Regions from separate parts of the Oryctolagus cuniculus genome. Here region 1 is linked to region 2. The links are chromatin contacts, called in public Micro-C maps. All regions are on one chromosome and are shown on one strand. The core of a region is the stretch at or near the end of the contact, and the rest is flanking DNA. Distances in the headings are between cores, read along the strand shown.

What was found. A called contact is a pair of places that touch in the nucleus more often than the background predicts.
Region 1: a contact with region 2 is called in a Micro-C map of ear pinna, with 8 times the contacts expected there. The contact joins the enhancer-like site here to the promoter of ZFP36L2 in region 2. A contact is called at or near these places in 3 of 6 Hi-C or Micro-C datasets (ear pinna, psoas muscle and an unstated tissue).

What each region holds. Positions count from the first base shown.
Region 1 is chr2:159,671,316-159,674,866 of mOryCun1.1, reverse strand. No RefSeq gene overlaps it. Among named protein-coding and RNA genes, the nearest start is that of ZFP36L2, 170 kb to the right of the region's middle. Within about 2 kb of position 1,591, at least 2 of the 8 cell types and tissues checked have an H3K27ac peak or open chromatin away from gene starts, as enhancers often do. A contact at or near this core is called in ear pinna, where this site is marked.
Region 2 is chr2:159,502,711-159,506,110 of mOryCun1.1, reverse strand. ZFP36L2 (ZFP36 ring finger protein like 2) reads right to left here and starts at 1,481. Exons shown (of 2, transcript XM_008254731.4): 1 at 1,146-1,481; 2 at 1-627. The coding sequence starts at 1,196.

The DNA of each region.
Region 1 (3,551 bases), core at 342-2,841, 170 kb before region 2:
TTGCTATCAACCCTACTTGTGGTGCAAGCTGAGTTCCGCCCGGAGGAGTGAGAGAGTGGACAGGTAGGAGGGCCCCTACGGACAGCTCCCCGTCTCCCTGGGCAGCCCTGACCCGACCCCAGTTCGATAAAACCAGACCTTGCATAGCCTCTTCCCACTCTGAGGGACTGCCTGTCATCGTGCTGGCCTGCTCCTCGGGACCCCTGCCGTATCAGTCTGACTTCTGTCACTATAATAGAATGCCTGGGGCTAGAGGCTTTATGAAGACAAGAGGTTTATTTAGCACCCAGGTTTGGAGGCTCAAAGTCCAAGATTGTGTGCCTCCATCTGTTCAGCTTCTGGTGAGGCCCCTTTGGCTGCAACACAACTTGGGAGGTGGAGAGACAGGAAGCCAGAGACCAGGGAGGGATGGTCTTGGTTACGACAACCCACTCTCCCAAGAACTAAGCAGGGTTCCATGAGAACCACATTAACTCCTTCCAAGGGAGATCCCCCAGTGACCTAATCACCTGCCCCAGGCCCTACCTCTCATAGGTTCTACCACCTCTCCCATCACCATATGGAGGCCGGCCTTCCAACATGGGACCCACTGGGGAACAAAGCACTCCAAATCCCGGCCCCCTGACACCCCATCACAAGTAGCGCATCAGAACAGAGCCTCCAAGCATCCCTTATGGGAGTCCTGGGCAGTTTTCTTTGTCTCCCTCTCATTCCTATGATGCTGGGGTACCTGGTAAAGATGGCCCCTGAGCAGCTGCCTGGTGCTAGGCACACGTACATTGTCTCATTTCATCCCCTGCCCTCAGACTATCACCATGTCCACCCCACCTGGTGCCACTGGGGCTGAGGGCAGCTAGCTTAGCTCCCGGAGAGGTCTGTGGCGAACGAGGAAGTCCCACCTTTGAGCCGAGATGGGAGTTCAGGCTCACCTGTCTTATTCCCAAGACCTATATTCTTCACTTTGTCTACCTCCTGCAGGAGAATGCGAAGGAGCCACTGGCAGCAGGAGGGTGGGACCCAGGAGGACATCTAGGAGGTGGAGCTGGGATAGGGAGCTGCAACACACCATGTCAGAGACCCAGCGGGTGGCTGGGAGGGAAGCTGTGTGCCCAGCAGCTCTGGGAGACAGCCCAGGCCGGGCAAGGCACGGGGGCACCAGCGTGAGCTCTTGGAGTGCGGGAGAGTGGAGAGCCTTGCTCCTGCGGCCAGCACAGGGCCCTTTCCTCTGCACCAGGCACACCAGCAGGGCCCACTGGCAGCACTGGGCAGGCTTGGCCTGGCAAGGAGCCCAAGGGAGGTTTTTAGAGAAGAAACATCTCCTTCCACACTGGAGCCAAGACCAGAGAGTTCCGGGGGCCAAGCGGCAGCTGCGGTGCTGAGCACCTGGGCACTGGCCTGCGGGCCCCTCTGCTCTCCTATTCCCCTTCTGTCCACAGCCTCAGTCCAGCCTGGCTGGGCGCCACGGCCAAGGGGAGGGCCTGGTAGCCCTTGCCTGGCTCCACCAGCAGAGGTCTCCAGAGCAGAGCAGAGCAGAGCACAGGAGGGCTCCTGGTGGGGGAGGCAGCCACGGGCCGTTCTGGGCCTGCTGCCCAGCTGCCAGGTGTCCAGGTGTCTACATGCATGGGCGGCCTGTATTCGCGCATGGGTGTGTCAGTGTTTGTGGGCATGCATGCGGCCGCGTCTGCATTTGTGGGCGTGTAAAGTGTCTGTGGGTGCCTGTGCACAGCTGCTTGTTTGTGTTGGGTGGTATCTGACTTCTCCTTGCAGATGCACTGCTCGTGGGCCTGTGTGTTTGTGTGCGTGTGGGTGCCTGTAGAGTTTGTGAATAGATGCCACTGCTTGGATTGGCGACGCTGGGCTGCGTGGGGGTGTGCTTTGAAATCAACATTCTTGGGGTCGGGGATGTCCCTTGCCCACACACGCTGACCCAGCCTGGACGTCTCCTGCCCCCTGCCCAGCACAGTCCCCCAGTCTGTTTGTTAAAACCCCACTGACAGCAGGTGCTGCTGACCTGAGCGCCCAGAGACAAGGCTTTCCAGAGCGCCGTCTGTTCGGAGTCGCTCCTCTGCAGTCTGTAGACCCTGTCCCCCTGGTTGGGAGGGAGACCAGAGCCCGAGAGCGAGGGGTCGGGGAGGGGGAGGCAGGGCGGGGCCCACGGGGAGACAACATGTCCAGGGCTGGCTCACCCGTGAGCAAAGAAGGTGGCGGCCATGGGAGAACCAACCCTGGCCAGGAGCCTGGCTGGCGGCAGCAGCTCCTCTGGCCCCCCTGCCAGGGTCTGCACAGTGCTCAGCCAGAGCTGGGGCAATGGGCCCCTGTGTTGTGTTGAAAACCCTTGTATGGAGCACCGGGCCAGAGTCTGGAGCCCAGCATGTGATGGGAAGCTGTGTCACTTTCCTATTTCAACAATAACGGAGCACCACAAACGTACTGGCTTAACACAATGCACATTTGTTATGATGCAGCTCTGGAAGCCACAAGTCCAAAATCAGCCTCACTGGGTTAACACCAAGGCATCGTCAGGGCTGGGCTCCTCCTGGGCTGCAGGGGAGAAGCTGTTTCCTTGGCTTTTCCAGCTCCCATCCAGTGGCTGCCTGCACTCCTGGGCACGCGGCCCCTTCCTGCACCCTCCGAGCCAGCTGCACGTGGCGTCTTCAAGCCGCCCTGTTCACTGCCGCCGACCCTCTCGTGAGGACTCCGGTGATGACTTGCTGCTCCCGATAATCCAGGATAATCCCCTCATCTCGAGATTCGACACATAATCTCGTCCACAGAGTCCTTTTGCCTGTCAGGTCACACATTCACAGGTTCTGGGAGACAGGGCGTGGGCCTCTCTGGGGAGCCATCATTCTGTCCACCAAAAAGGGCAGTCACAGGCCAGCAAGAGCGAGTGGCGTTCTCGGTCCTCCTGCTGCTTACTGAGGCACCCAGAGGGACCCTCACTCCTGTCCTGTGATGCCAAGCAGTCCTGTCTGGGGCTTGAGCAGCCATGGGCACCACGCACCAGGCCTCCCAGTGGCTCCAGGCTGGGCACCTGCTGTTACAGCACTGCTGCCTCACCTGGGCCCCCTGCGTCTCCCTCAGCACCTCCTAGCCTGCCCCATATCCAAACCTGGCTCCGTCTGAGGCCAGGTCCGCTCACCCATGCACCCCTCGCCAGCTCACCTTGTCCATTTCCCCTCTGAATTCCTGCCCTGGCCCCTCTCCCAGCCCCACGGGCCTCTTGTTCTCCGTGGGGCTCCCGCCTGCCAGCTCCCTGGTCCCCTCAGCCTTTGCCACGCATGTGCAAATCCCATGCACAGGCACTCTGTAGCTCCCGCTGAAAGCCCAGACCCAGGACCCTGAGGAGGGAGACACGTGCATGGCAGGGCAGGCAGCGCTAAGGGTCTCAGGGGGCGCTTGGCCTCCCCGATGCTTTCCAAAGCCAAACTCCCTGCCAGCCAGCCCCACATCTGGAATGGGGCTGGAAAGTCCAGCTGCTGCCCACTGTTGAGACGTGTGTCAAATCTTCCCTGAGATTTCAGGGCCATAGGGGCCGGGAGAGCTGTGGG
Region 2 (3,400 bases), core at 232-2,731:
CCGCTCGTCGGCATTGTGGATGAAGTGGCAGCGCGGCCCGTAGGGGCAGAAGCCGATGGTGTGGAAGGTGCGGCACAGCTCCGTCTTGTACTTGGGGTGCCGCGTCAGGCTGCGCAGCTCGTGGAAGCCGTGCGCGAACTGGCACTTCTCGCCGTACTTGCACGTGCCGCTCTCCTCGAAGGGCCGGCACAGCTCGGTCTTGTAGCGGGTCGAGTTGATCTGGGAGCCGCCGGCTCCCTTCTGTTGTTGCTGCTGCTGCTGCTGCTGCTGCAGGTGCAGGAGGTGCTGGCTGCGCTCGCCGTTCTCGCTGAACGAGCGGTCCCGGAATTTGTTCTCCTTGTTGAGCAGGGCCGTGCCGCCGCCGCCGCCCCCCGACGGCTCCTTGAGGGTGCCATAGGAGGCCGGGCCACCGGCCGCCGCGCTGCCGCCGTTAGCGGCGCCCGGGAACTTGGGCGAGCAGCTGCCGGGACTCGGCGCGGGGTGCGCCAGGGCGTGCAGGTTGCTGGCCGAGTGCCGTCGGAGGAAGCCCGGCGCGAAGCCCGAGGTGGGGGCGGCGGCCACGGGCGTCCCCACCGCCTTCTTGTCCAGCATGTTGTTCAGATTGAGGTTGGCCAGGGATTTCTCCGTCTGCCGGGGAGGGGAGAGCGAGCGGGGAAGGGATGAAAAGACGGACGGGGAGGCTAGCTGCACAGTCAGCCCCAACCTCTGGCTTCTTCTTTCCCAGCTCCTTTTCGCCCCATTTTTTTTTTTTTTTTTTTTTTGCAGGCTTCGCCTCGGCCTCCGCCCTCCTCCACCCGTACACACGCGCAAAAGAGCAGCAAGTTTGCGAGCAAGGCCGGCGAGGGCGGAGGCCGCCCAGCCTGGCCGCGCTGGGCTCCGACATGTGATCTGCAGCCCGCGGGCCGCCGGGTGGGCGGCGCAAACACCGTCCGGGAAGCCCCGGGCAGCGTGGCCGCCGCCGGCTCCTCCCCGCCCACAAGGCTCGAGCACACCCGGCTGCAAGCGGCGGGACTCTTCCCCGCCGGGAAAGTCACGGCGCGGAGGGGTCGCCCCGACGCGGGGGCGGCAGACGCGCCACGTCCGAGACGGCCCGGGGCCTCCGCTGGCCCGCGCGCCCGCCTCTCCCTCCCTGCTGCCCCGCGTACCTTGCACAAGAAGTCGATGTCGTAGAAGGCGGACAGAAGTGTGGTCGACATGTTTCTGGGTCCCGTAATGGTCGGAGCCGCAGGCGGGGAGGTCGGGAGGAGCCCTCGGGGCGGCGCGGCCGGCCTCGAGCCACGACGAATAACGGGCGAGGGGCGGGCAGGGGCCGAAAGTTTGCCGCGGGGCGAGCGGAGAAGCGGCGCGGACCGGGCAGGGGCTGCCCTGGAGTGCGGAGCGGGGCGGGGGGGAAGAGGAGAGGGAAGCAGAGCGCGCTCCTCCGCGCCCCGGGGTGCCGGCCCGCCCCCCGCGCGGAGCCGACGGCAGCTCGCGGACTGCTGGAACTCGGCGGCCCGCGAGCGCGCGCCCTATATAGAGCCCGCGCGCCCGGCCGCGGCGGGGCGGGCGCGCGGGGGGCGGGGACACCGCGCTGACCCCGCCGGGGTCTCCAGGCAACGCCGCCCGCCGGCTCGCGGACGTCAGGCGCCTTCCCGGCTTCCCATTGGCCGCCGCCAATTTTTTTCCTCCGGAGGGGGGAGGGAGCGGGGAGACTTCGGGGCGGGGCCGGCCGCCGGGGCGCCCGGGGCGGCACGGAGAGCTCGGCCGGGCTGGGTGCTGCTGGGTGGGTGGCGGCCGGCGGACGCGGCTCTCGCCCTCTGCTGGGGCTGCCGTGGTGGAAAGCCCCAGCACGTGTAACGTGATCAGGGCTCTGCAGTCCTGGACGGGTCTGTCCCCGCCCGCTCCTGCGAGGCGGATTTGCCAAGTTATTATCTGCTACTCTGGGTTTTGTGTTGGGCGCGGGAATTGCAAAATGCGCGAATCTTGCCAACCGTCCGCGAGGCCCGTCTGGTTTGCAAAGGGTGCTCAGGACGGAGGGCGGGGGCTCCGGCCGGGCTGCACGTGGAGCGACGCGTTGGGGGTGGGGGCGGCAGCGGCCACGCGGGCGGCCGGCCGCCGTCTTGCCCGGAGGCTCCCGAGCTGGTTTCTCCGCCCCTCTCCCCGCCCAGGCTCAGTAAACAGGGCTGGAGCGCCGGGGCCTGCCGGGCAGGGCTGAGTGTCTGAGGACAAGGCGCTGGCTTTGCTAATCACATCACAAGACCTTGAGCCGGGGCCAAAGGCGTGGAGTGGCGCGGGGCGTCCCGGGCGGGGGAGCGGACTCGGAGGACGCGGGGAGAAGCTGGGTGAGCCGTGCAGGCGCGGAGGTAGCTTCCCGCCGGCCTCCCGGGGCGTTGGGGGTGCCGCGGCCGCCGAGGGTCCGCGCCCAGCGCAGTCTGGGCCTGTCGCGCGCTCCAGGCCACTTCCCATCCCCGGCCGAGCCAGACCTGCGGCCCCGGTGGGGCACCCCCTTCGCTCTTCAGCTCCACGCCCCAACAGTTTGCACTGAGAAATGCGGTTTGCCGAAGGGTGCGCCGTCCCTGTTTGGGTACGGGGCAGACACCCGCCCGCAGCGCCGAGAGGCGAAAGCCACTGAAAGCACCTTCTCGCTCAGTCTGCACTGGCTGCCAAAAAGCTGGGGCCAGGCCCGCGCTGTCGTCCACCTGGCAGCCTGCACCCCAGCCGCGCTTAGCTGGAAGGTCCAGGGCGCTCAGGGAAGGAAGTTTACCTGGCCCCCACCCCTCCCCGAGTGGATCTCCCCACTTGCTGTGTCCGCACTAAGTTCGTTCCTTTTGGTGATCATTGTGTCAGTTAACCTGGAACAAAACGAGCTAGGCGGGTCGCTCAGGGCCCTGTGTGCCTTCCCCATGCTCTGCTCCCCTCCCTGCCCAGGGAGCTAGAGTCCAGGGTAGGGCTGGAGTTTAGCCCCCCCACCCCCCGGCATGTGGTCTTGAGCGAATCACATGGCGAGTTGGTGCTTGGGTTTCCTTGCTTGTAAAACTCAAGATAAAATGCATGCTTTTCTCACCTCTCACCTTTTGTCAAGGTGCAAATGAGGTATCTGCGAAGGTGTCTAAAAGATAAAACAAGTACAAGCCATCTTATGCATGAAAGTGACAAAGCATAAAGAGGAAGCCAGGCCCTGTGGGTGGGGGTCCTCAGAATAGTGAGTGTGGCGGAGCTGGGGAGCGGGGCGAGCACCCAAGTCCTGGCCCCTAGAGTTTGGAGCCAGGGGCAGGCAGAGACGTGGGAGAGGTGAGAGCTGCCCCACGTGGCTGGGCGAGGGCTGGCCCTGTTTTGAGCTTTGTCTGGTGGCCTCCAGAGCCTGTCCGCCTTCTGTTTCTCCTGGGGAATGCATCAGCAAAGTGTAAAACAGCCTTTCCCC